Regions from separate parts of the Sus scrofa genome. Here region 1 is linked to region 2. A link is a contact called in public Hi-C data. All regions are on one chromosome and are shown on one strand. The core of a region is the stretch at or near the end of the contact, and the rest is flanking DNA. Distances in the headings are between cores, read along the strand shown.

What was found. A called contact is a pair of places that touch in the nucleus more often than the background predicts.
Region 1: a contact with region 2 is called in a Hi-C map of embryonic fibroblasts, with 2.4 times the contacts expected there. The contact joins two enhancer-like sites. A contact is called at or near these places in 1 of 5 promoter capture datasets (liver) and 14 of 47 Hi-C or Micro-C datasets (alveolar macrophages, brain, embryonic fibroblasts and 10 more).

Annotation. Positions count from the first base shown.
Region 1 is chr18:49,199,794-49,206,222 of Sscrofa11.1, reverse strand. No RefSeq gene overlaps it. Among named protein-coding and RNA genes, the nearest start is that of TNS3, 240 kb to the right of the region's middle. Within about 2 kb of position 4,047, at least 13 of the 83 cell types and tissues checked have an H3K27ac peak or open chromatin away from gene starts, as enhancers often do.
Region 2 is chr18:49,070,046-49,075,622 of Sscrofa11.1, reverse strand. It overlaps TNS3 (tensin-3), which reads right to left. Exons shown (of 31, transcript XM_021079356.1): 7 at 3,995-4,045; 8 at 1,835-1,957. Among named protein-coding and RNA genes, the nearest start is that of TNS3, 110 kb to the right of the region's middle. Within about 2 kb of position 1,957, at least 9 of the 83 cell types and tissues checked have an H3K27ac peak or open chromatin away from gene starts, as enhancers often do.

The sequences.
Region 1 (6,429 bases), core at 2,798-5,297, 130 kb before region 2:
AGGGCCATCTCCTATGAGAGCCATGGAGCGGAAACCCCAGCAGCTGGTAGGGCCAGAGCCTCCCAGCCTCCAGGGACAGTGGACTGGAACGGTTCCTGGTGCAGGATGGAAGGAGCTGAGAGGAGCTACCATCTGAAGGTCACCCAGCCCATGTTGGGGACATGGCTCAGATCATCAGTGTCGGAAAATGAGACCCACGAACATGGGGAGCTCTCGACAAGACTCTCTCCTCCTGCAGAAGGGCGCAGGTGCTCAAAAAGCGCGCGCCGAGAAGAAAAGACCCTCCCCACTGATCCCTAACACCGGTGATGCACCTGTCCCCTTCCCCTGGGTCAGGTCAGGGTGCACATTCTTCTCGGTTGGCTCATTTGAAACAAACTGTTACTGGGAGAAGAGGGAAAGAGGAGGGGGCTTGCTTTCAGCTGAAACCAGAGCGAAACGGAGTCACCAAGAGTTCCTCTGATAGAAAAGACATTGTTAATTTCCACACCCAGATCCTTGTGGGGGGGGGACCCTCCCCAGACCCAAACCCACAGCTGACCAGCACCCAGGAGCAGGGCCTGAATTCTCACCCTCGCCACGGCACACTCCCCCCAACCCAGAGACACCAAAGGGTCGACCAGCAGCACGCCACCCCAGGAGAGGCCCCAGGACCCAGCCCCACAGGGAGATGGCCAAGCCCAGACACACCCGGGCGGGGACTCCACCAGAAGAGGGACTCAGAGACACCAGGTATCCAAGGCTGTGAAACCCAGCCTGGCTCCCACGGACTGGGAGGGGCTAAAACCCTGTACAAGCCCCCAAGCCCTCATGTTCTGAAGTAAAAGGCCTTTCCTTTAGCCTCCCAGGCCTCCCCTCGGTCCCCAAAGGCTGATTCGGGAGTTAATGATTAGGAACCCTTGTTACAGGAGTTCCCATCGTGGTTAAGCTGTAACGAGTCCGACTAATGTCCATAAGGACGCGGGTTCGATTCCTAGCTTTGTTCAGTGGGTCAGGGATCTGATGTTGCCATGAGCTCCGGTGTCGGCCACAGACACGGCTCTGATCCTGCGTGGCTGTGGCTGTAGCTGTGGTGTAGGCTGGCAGCTGTAGGTTCAAATCAACCCTTAGCCTGGGAAACCTCCATGTGCTGTGGGTGCGACCCTAAAAAGACAGACAGACAGACAGAAAGAGGGGAGGAAGGAAGGAAGGGAGAGAGCAAGGGAGGGAGGAAGAAAGAGAGAGAGAGAAAGGAAGAAAGGAAGAAAGAAAAAAGAAGTACTATTACAGCTAAAAACTAGTTAAAACCCTCTCAGTTGTGTTCGGTCCTGCCTTGGCCCACAAACTTTTCACAAAAGATTTCTTCCTTGCTTAATGCCTTTTTTTTTTGCTAATGTTTACTTTTTAGAGTGGTACTGCATCTCGCATTTTCTTTTGTAATTGAAACACTCCCTACCACCTCTTTCCTGTAAAGCAAAATCTTCTTTCCAGAGGAAAAGTGAGAGGAACAATAACCCCGAAGATAACCAAAAATCGTGGATAGGGATGGAGCAGGGTAGTTGCACGGGTGGCTGTGGGGGTCCCACGGGGGGACCATGGATGGAGGGGGTGCCTGGGGCCCCCGGGAGATCCCTGTGGGTTGGCGATCACTGTGGGGGAGGGGGGTATCAGAAGGAGGCAGGCTTGCTTGACCAGTGGAGGCTCGAGAGAGGCCTCTGGTCATTGGTGGGGGATGGGGTGAGGCCTGCATTCAAGGTCAGACCAAGGGCAGGAGTTTAAGGAGCACCCTTCTGCTGATTTGAAGAAGCACCGTGACAGTCCTCCTTTGACCTTAGAGGGTCAGATACTCTCTTACCGGATACCAAGGAGGAGCTGCTCCTGGAAGAAAGAGGAAGAGGCGGACTTTTCCCAGCCCCACTCCCCTGGGGTGATAAAACTGTAGCCCACCCGACTCTCAGGACAGAGCCTCCTCGCCTGTCCGCTTGCATCTCTCACAAGCATCCCATCTTAATAAATCTATTTCTTGCCTATCCCTTTGTCTCTCACTAAATTCCTTCTGCACTGAGACACAAAGAACCTGAACCTCGGTAAGTCCAGACACGGGGTGAGGGATTCTAGTTTAAAAACTGCAGATTCGGCTCCCAATCTGGCTTCTGGCTGGGTTCGAGTCCAGGCACCTGGGTTCAAGTCCCAAGCTGGGTTCTGACTGAGTGCACGTCATCGGTGCTGTCGGTTTCACCATCACCAGGCTGGCTGCTGCCAGACTTGACGGCTCCAAAATGATCTCCGGAGACACCTCAATCAATAACACTGTCGTCCAAGCTAAACTTATAAGACCCCTTGCTGTCCCCTCTCAAGTCAGGACACAGCTTTGAGGCGTCAGCCTGCCGTGGCCTCCTTTGCCTGGCAAAGCAATAAAGCTGTTCTTTCGGCTTCCCCCAACCCTCTGTCTCCAAGACTTAATTGGTGTCAGTGTGCAGAGGCCACTTTTTGGCTACAAGACCACACCCCAGGAAGCAGAGGTCAGGAAGCAATGGAGCTGGGGAGTCTGAAAGGACCAAGGGTTTAGGGGAAAAATCAGCATCCCTAAGACAGGACCAGATGGAACGGAGAACAGACTCAGACTCTCAGACTGTCAGACAGACATTGGGTGAAAACAGAGCAGAGGTCATGAAATGAAGGCGCGGACCAGGCTCCACTTAAGAGAGGGTGGAAGGACAGGAAAACAAGGAAAGACAGCACAGCGAGATGAAGACGTCAAAGATGCAGGAGCAGGTGAGAGGCGGGAGGACGAGAAGCCCAGCTCTCAATAAGGACATTTCCAGAAGACGGGACTGACCAGGAGGGACGCCCATCGCCCTGAGTCACCAGTGTCCGTGCTTCCATCGCTGGACCTGGGGGCGGGGTGAGATCCTCCTTGCATCCCCAGCACCTGACCCAGAGCAGGCGCAGAGGGGTCTGGAAGCATGTCTGGCAGGACCCTGAGTAGTACCAGCCAAGGGACGCCTCCTGGTCCTGGGGTTGGGGGGGCGGGGATTCAGGCAGAAGGACGAAGACTGCAGTGGGCCCTCCGGTGTGGGGACAAAGACAGCCTGGGGCTGGACCAATAAGGGAAGCCAGGTCAATTTTAAGGGTAATAAGGTTGTAGATAATAGTTAATCCTATTCCTGTCTTGGAATGAGTCACTGGCACCATGTCTCCTCGGATTCCAGGTGGAGAGGTTCACGGTCCCTCGGCCAGCTGGGGTCTGGGGTCAGGTACCCAGTCCCTGAGACAGCCTCTGCTTGGGAAATAGCCTTTTTTCCCCCATTTCTGCGGAGCTGGGGAGCGTGTGTGTGTGAGAGCCCTCCAGGACTGAGCAGGGTCCCCAGCAGCCTGGCCTCGCGTGTCTGGCAGCAGGTCCCCTCCCCGCGTGGGACGGAGACGCTCTGTGCAAGCCCACAAGTTAATCGTGCAAAGTTCCCCAGCACCCAGAAAGCTCTGGAAGACCCCCGCCACTTTCTCGCCTGGCCGAGCAGGTGCGCGCCGGGTTCAGATGGGGCGGGGGGCGCAGGGCAGCCTTCTTGGGGTTCCCGTCTATTCCGGATGAAGCCACCTCCACCAGCATCCCGTTTTCCGGCCCGGGGTCCCTGCTGGCGCCCCCATCCCCTCCCGGGAAAGTTCTGGAGCACCCAGCCTGGCTCAGGACCCAGTGGGCGGTCCGCGAGCCCCCACCGGTCCACCGATCTCGTCCGCCCCCAGCCCCGGGCCCAGCCTCCGTTCTCCGCGAGGATCCCTCCTCCTCCGCTCCGCGCAAGTCCCGCGGGGCGCGCGCCCCCTGCCGGCCACTCCGGAGCCCTGCGCAGACCCTGCCCGGAGCGCTTACTAAGGCGTTTTCCATAATATAAAAGATTTCAGCATTCGAGCCATTTCTGAAAATACAAAAGGGGGGATACCCCCTCCACACACACACTCTGGCACAACTACAGTTACCATTCTGTGTTTTCCTCTAAAGCCTTCCTTCCACAGTGCTTGTGCTTCCACACATGACAGCAGTGATAGGAAAGCGTCCGCGGGCAGCCGTTGGGCAGGTGAACAGTGGGCGGCAGTCTACCAATTCCCAGGAGCCAATGGGAATTTCAAATTCTGCAAAGGCACCGCCCACTTTCTCTAAATCCACAGCATTAACGTGACTTCAACCCCGCAATCCCGGTCCTTGTGAGCTGCAGGCTCTGTTAGCCACTCCTGCCACCCTTGCTGGGCAGCAGGAAGGTCCTGGAGTCCCGGTGACCCAGTGTGGTCCCTGCTGGCCGCTGAACACAGACGGCGCTGAAACTCTTTGGTGCCTGTTGCTGGTGGTCACTGCGGTTTGAGGTTGATAAGGACCTCCAAGCCACATTAGCAAACAAGCACACACACACACCTGCACACACACCTGCGCGCACACACACTCACAGTACTCCATAGCGCAGTCCCCCTCTTCCAAAATCACTGGCCCCAGTGGTGGCGGGGGGGGGGGGGGGGGGGAGGAGGAAGATGGGCCAGGATGCAGCCTCCGAGCCGGGGGACACAGTCCCCTCTGGTCTGCTGCTGCAAAGCCAGGAAGGGAAGGCATCTTCCCCCAGCAGTGAGTTTAGCCCCGCAAAGCCCTTGCTCCTGGGAGCACGAAGAGAGGTCAGCAATTCTCCTGACTTCCTTCCACGTTTCTCTGTGTTTGTACAAAGAATGTGCCCCTTATCTTATACCCGGGCCTGGCCACCTCCCTGGGTTAGGCTGCCCCAAAAGCCTGAGGGAGAGAAAGGGGAGGAGGAGGGAGGGCTGAAGTCGGGCTGTGCTCAGGCTCTTAACCTCATCCTCCGGGATGATCTGGTTCTGCCGGCAAATTTGTCCCCCAGCTGCCATCGGTTTTCTCAGCCCTGCAGCAGGGCGTCCCTCTTAAAAATCACTCTAGTCGGTTGTTTGGAGGCGTGTGTGAGATAATGCCCAGCACAGAGTAAATGCTCAATAAAGTTTAAGGATTAATATTGCTCAGAAAACGCACTGGGCCGCCATCCAGAAATGTGGCCTAATATTTTGTATTTATTTTTACCTTTACATACAATGAAATCCTTGTCTTACTGGTGTACAGCTCCATGAGTTTTTTTTTTCCCTTTTCCTTTTTATTATTGTACGTGTGGCATATGGAGGTTCCCAGGCTAGGGGTAGAATCGGAGCTGCAGCTGCCAGCCTACACCACAGCCACAGACAACACCAGAAGCGAGCCACATCTGCAAGCTGTAACACAGCTCACAGCAATGCTGGATCCTCAACCCACTGAGTGAGGCCAGGGATTGAACCTGCAACCTTGTGGATACTAGTCGAGTTCTTAACCCTCTGAGCCACAGCAGGAACTCTTAATTATATACATATATATATATATATATATGTCTTTTGATGGCTGCCCCCGCAGCATATGGAGGTTCCCAGGCTAGGGGTCCAATCAGAGCTACAGCTACCGGCCTACACCACAGCCACAGCAACGCTGGATCCAAGCCATGTCTGCGACCTACACCACCGGATCCTTAACCCACTGAGCAAGGCCAGGGATTGAACCTGCAACCTCATGGTTCCTAGTCAGATTTGAATCCGCTGTGCCGCGACGGGACCTCCTTAATTATATATTTTTTAAAGATAAATCTAGGAGTTCCCGTCGTGGCGCAGTGGTTAACGAATCCGACTAGGAACCATGAGGTGGCGGGTTCGGTCCCTGCCCTTGCTCAGTGGGTTAACGATCCGGCGTTGCCGTGAGCTGTGGTGTAGGTTGCAGACGCGGCTCGGATCCCGCGTTGCTGTGGCTCTGGCGTAGGCCGGTGGCCAAAGCTCCGATTGGACCCCTAGCCTGGGAATCTCCATATGCCGAGGGAGCGGCCCAAGAAATAGCAACAACAACAAAAAGACGAAAGACAAAAAAAAACAAAAAACAAACAAAAAAAAAAGATAAATATAGCTAGAAATAACTAAGTGCCAATTCCCTATAGGTACTTTTATAACCTGTGTGCGTGGATTCACTCCTGTGGTTCTCAGAACGCCCTTGTCACGGAAGCACTACTTCTGGTCCCATCTGACAAAGGAGAAAATTGGTCTGGTCAAGTAGCTTGTCAAAGTCACAGAGTGAGTAAGCGACAGACCCAGTCTTTGAAGCCAGACAACACGGCTGCGGCTTCCCCACGCCCCACATCAAGACAACTCAGTTTATTCCATTTCATTCGCCGGCTCTCTCCCCGCTGCTTAGCAGCCAACAGAGACCCGCAAGGTCTGTTTTGCCTGCTGTAGTAAACTCTGCTGCCACCAGGGGGCGATGCTGCCCACGATGGTCTCAGCCACCACCGTATTCAGCGCAAATCCTCGGAGACTGTGGCTCTGTTCAGCTGGACTCTTCCTGTGCAAATGGAAGGCCAAGTGCAGGAGAGAGATTGCTCACTGGGCAAGGGT
Region 2 (5,577 bases), core at 708-3,207:
TGGGTTAAAGCTGTGGCTCAGATTCAATCCCTGGCCTGGGAACCTCCATATGCCACACGTGCGGTGAAAAAGGAAAAAAAAAAATCCACGTGTCAAACCCAATGAAAAACAGTTTTAACAATAATTGTTTTAAAAAAGAAAAGAAAAGAGTCTCTTTCTTTACGTTTGCATCAAAACACAAACGCGGCGAGAAGCTCCATAATATAACGCAACCCTTGAATAAAAGTTAACTTCATAATAAGAGAAGTAACAGGACTGCCCGGCTGTTAGCGGGAGAATATGCAATCAAGTTAGACGAATAAATAAGAAAAGCAGAGAATAAATAAGAAAATAAATAAGAGAATAAATAAGAAAAGTGGAGAGCAGCAAATCCCCTTTGTGTGCACCCAGTGGCTTTTCCTCCAGGTTGAGTGACCGTCACCTGTCCCCATTGCGGGAGCTTTGAACTGCACCAGCCGCGTCCACCCTCCTCACTCAGGGGCCAGACCTTAGTGCCCCTGCAGGAAACTCCACAGAAAGTCTGAAAACTCAAGGAAGGTTCATTTACTTTAATTTACATCATGCAAAAGGTGTCTGTGCAGCTGGGACATCGCCCTGCCGTCCCCACAGCCGGCCCTGGCCACCCTTTAAGAGTGGACTTGTCACGTCCCCATCAGGCTGGCCTGCTTGGCAAGGACCATAACATTGCTGCAGCAGCATCCTGCTCGCAAGTGCGAGTCAATGGACTAGCCTAACGTGATCACTGCCGTGGTTACCTTAACGGCTCCTCTTTACTTTCTCCGCTTTTTTTGCTTTTCTAGGCTCAGGCCCAAGGCATTTGGAAGTTCCCAGGCCAGGGGTCAAACTGGAGCTACAGTTGCCAGCCTACACCACAGCCACAGCAATGCCAGATCCGCGCTGCATCTATGACCTAAATCACAGCTCACAGCAATGCAGGATCCTTAACCCACTGAGCAAGGCCAGGGATCGAACCCGTGTCCTCATCAGATTTGTTTCCGCGGAGCCACAATGGGCACTCCTCCTCGTTACTTGTTAAAAAGGCTTTCCTTGAAAAATGAAAATGCATGAAAATGAAAGGATTCACTCCTGGGTACCTTAAAATGGTGACTGTCGTATCTATCAGTAAACCAAAAATGTGGCAGCCATCAAGCCAGCACGTTACAGCGGCCCCCACGGCAAGCCCCAAGGGAACTCAGGATGGGAACGAAGAACGCCTGCCATCTAGCGGTCAGTTGCTGCAGACACACACACACACACACACACCCTCCCCCAGGTGTTCCCCCCCCAACACACACACACCCCAAGGTGCCCCCTGGGGAGACTCAGGATGAGAAGAGCAGGAGACTGGCCCCAGAGACGGAATGATTTCAGTGAGCCCAGACTCCGCGTCGTCCCACACTCAGAAAAGCACAAATTTCATTCCTCTGAGATCTCTGCTTTTCTTTCACTAACAGTAATCCTTCCATGTTCCCCCTACCTGGTCTTTGGTTATAAAAACTTCTGTAATCCTGGCTCCCCTTCTTGCCTCTTTGGAACAGTTTCTCAGGGTGCGCTGAGATGCTGTGTCCCAGGCTTGGAGGCCTCAGAACATCCGCCAAGTAAAACCTAACTCTCCACGTCAGGTTGTGCTGGGGGTTTTTTGTTTTGTTTTTTTCCAGTCAACACTACATTTGCAGCTTTGTATTCAGAGACCTTCCAATACCATCTGCAGCCAGACCCTGGGAGGCTGGATGACTTTTTTTTTTCCCCTAAGTGTGAAAACCTAACCACACCCCCCTATAGAAGCTGTTAAGAGAGACAAGGTGGTCCCCCCGGCTCCCAAGTGGGCACTTACCCTGCAGTGAATGACAACCACGTGCTGGGGGTCGCTGTTCAGCCAGGCCTCCTGCGCCTTGCAAATGGTACACACCTTATCCAGGGGCGGCGCGTGCAGCTCGGGCCAGCCCACGTCCAGGGTCTGCAGGGACAGAGAGAGAAGGAGCTGCCTGCTTCCCATCTCAGAAGCCCCAGGAAGCCGCCTCACGACGGTCTGCTCAGTTTCCCAAAATATTCCATTTTAGAGTAAAGACTAGGGGGGCATGTTCCTTTTCTAAAACTTCAGGGGAACTGTGGCCAGCCTCCTTTACTGGAAAGGAAAATATGAAGGATTATGTTTCCCCAGGAGACATCCACTCCGCGTCTTATCTGCTTTTCTGCAGCTGGAATGACAATTCTAGAAAGGGCTTTCGGGAGCCACTCATGGGGCAGGGCTCACGCGGAGAGGCCCAGGCCTGGCAAGATCTGAAACAGGAGTTCTTGGCCGGAGCTGCTGCCAAAATTCCTCCCCGCAGACTAAAATCGCAGTTTGGGAAAGTGCAGTGAGCCGTTCCTCCACAGGCCATGCGGGCGGGTAACTTGGGAGCTGGAGACGCCTACACAGTGTCACTCCTGCAGGAGAGGAACCTGCCAGGAAGGCCTTCAAGCCCAGGGTGCAATTCAGGAACAAAGAAAGTCATCACCACGTGACAAGAAACCCAGCAGGTCTGTATGCAAAAAACCAGCCCCTCTGAGCCACCTGACTCACACACGCCCGGCTCTGAACCTGCCGACGTGCAGGGCTGTGACTTCTGCTTAGCTTCTTTTTTAAGCGGGGCAGAGACACAGAACTCTGCCTGATTACAAAAGCAACAGAAATTGTGTAAAATGATGGGAAGATTCCAAAAACTGCCAGAAGCAGGGAGAGGCACACACCCCTTCTGCCACTCAGACCTAAAGGCCACTACCTTACATTGTTTTTCCGTGTACACTGGGCATAGGTGAAGTACTATTATACACAAAGTCTAGACTGCATTAAAACAGGCAATTCATCCTCCTCCTATTTACATATTCTAGTGGCTGCAAAATATTTCACCATATGGAACACATATACCTGTATATATTATATAATATACTGTAACTTCGTCAATCTTAAAAATTTCCCCCTAAATCTTTGCTATTTAAAAAGAATAACAGGGGGAGTTCCCGTTGTGGTTCGGCGGGTTAAGAACCCGACTAGTATCCATGAGGATGTGGGTCCAATCCCCGGCCTCACTCAGTGGGTTGAGGATCCCACATTGCTGTGAACTGTGGTGTAGGTCACAGACCTGGCTGGGATCTGGCGTTGCTGTGGCTGTGGTGTAGGTCAGCAGCTGCAGCTCCGATTCAACCTCTAGCCTGGGAACTTCCGTATGCCTTGGGTGTGGTCCTTAAAAAAAAAAAAAAAAGGAAAGAAAAAAAAAAAGAAGAAGAATGGGGAGTTCGCACTGTGGTACTTCAGGTTAAGGACCCAACTGCTGCGGCTCCAGTCACTGCAGAGGCTCAGGTTTGATCCCCAGCCCAATGCAGTGGGTTAAGGATCCACTGTTGCTGCAGCTGTGGTACATACAGGTGGCAGCTGTAGCTTCTATTCAGTCCCTGGCCGTGGAACTTCCACGTGCTCCAGGGCCCACCACAGAAATAAAATAATAATGGACGGTAGGGTGGCGCGTGGCTGTACCGAAGTGGCAGGAGGGAGACCTTTGAGGTGAAAATGGTCTGGATTTGACTGTGGTGCTGGTGACACAAATCTACAAGGAATGAGATGGCACACATCTCACACACACACATCGCACGCGCGCACACACACATGCACACACACAGCTGCTACACGCAAACTCAGTGGAAGCTGCATGCAGTCTGTGGATTGTAATAAGGTCAAATTCCTGGCATTAATACTTTATTGCAAGTTATACAAGATGTTACCTCTGGGGAAGACTGGGTCAGGGGTATTATTTCTTCAATTTCCTATAAATTTAAAACTATTTCAAACTAAAAAAAAAAATTTCAATTAAGAAAAATCAGCCATGGATTTGAACAGTTCCTAATACCCCTCATTAAGTCAGATCCCACAAAGATTTGCAACAAACCCTTTCTGCACAAGCAGGATAAGCATCATGACATTTAACAAAACTCAGAATATAAAGGCGAAGGTCCCTACCTTTGGGTTAAGCTTCGTAAGGTCATACCTCTTTTCTGAAAGGTTTAATACCTACAGAGGGGAAATCAGAAGCCATTAGACAAATCACTGTCCTCGGAGATCAAAGAGGAAACAATGCATCTCACACGCTGTTTGCCTTTGAGACACGGAGGATTATAAAACCTTGAAAGGGGGAGTTCCCATGGTGGCTCAGCGGTAGCAAACCCGACTAGTACCCATGAGGATGTGGGTTCGATCCTGGCCTTGCTCAGAGGGTCAGGGATCCAGCACTGCCGTGAGCTGTGGTGCAGGTCACAGATGTGGCTTGGGTCCCACGTTGCTGTGGCTGTGGTGTAGGCCAGCAGCTGTAACTCTGGTCTGGGAACCTCCTATGCCGTGAGTGCGGCCCTAAAGAAATAAAACAAAATATTGGAAGGGATAGATTATATAATTGCCATGGAATGAAAAAGAAACAAATGCACTCAAGTCAGCACACGTATCCCATGGGACTGGCCTCGGCCCCGAAAGCCTGGGCTTCCAGGAAGGACGCAGCACAGCGAGGGGCCCAGACCCACGTGCTGGCCGCCCCTCGAGGGAAGAACACGGGAGGGCCACTCTTTGGAGGCTGAGGACAGCGGAGACGAGGGGCTGCACGTGGGGTGGGGGCCCGCGGTTCCTCTACCCCAGAGCAAGCTCTCCTGCACCTCGGACCGTGGGCCCTGCGGGAACCCACCTACGTGGCCAAGGCCTGGGGCCGGACAAGACAGTCGCCCTGGCCGGTGGCACTGAACAGTCGTGGGTGGGGAGGGCAGCGGCCTGTCAGAGCCCCCCCATTCAGAGGTGGGGAGACACGTGCTCACCTCGGGGTTCTTAACGTGCACCTGGGTCTTCCTTCGGACTTTTCACAAACGTCCTTGTCCCAAGACAAGGTGGGGACGCACCCCCTCGCCATTTTGCAAGGGGAGGCTCTGGCCTGACGGGGCCCCGCCCGAGTGAGGGGAAGAACTGGCCCAGCCCCCAGCCCGGACCCCGGTCCCAGGCCCCCGAGGGCTCTGGGTGGACAGGAGGTGGGGTGGGGGACTGTGTGACCACCTCCTGGGCGGGACATCAGGAGGGGGAGACAGCTCCCGCCACGCCTGCGGCCCTGAGAGAGAGGACGGGGTGGGACCATCTCAGGGGCTGGACCCCAGCCTCCCGCCTGTCACCGGCCCTGCCGAGGGCTGGCGTCAGCGCTCCGCTCCGGCTCGGACCGCTCCGGGTGGGGGCTGCTGGAAGCCACCCAGAGGTCACCTCCCTCTGCTCTGCCTCTGGGGCCACCCGCCCGGCCACCGCCCAACAGTTTAGTCCTCTGAGCAGACCGATAAGGATGACAATGAGAGTCTTGTCGGTTTAGGGCAAAGATTAGTGGCCCTAAGGAGATAAAGAGGCCTCCCGGGGGCCGGCCCAGGGAGGCGCGAGGAGCCGTAACTGAACCAGAGATCACATCACAGGGGACGGAGCCGCGGCCGCACCACCCGGCCGTGGGAACATGAAGGCCGCGTGGCGAAGGGGGGACCGGGAAGCCTCGGGTGCGGGTCCCGCCCACAGCGTCTGACCAGGCGGAT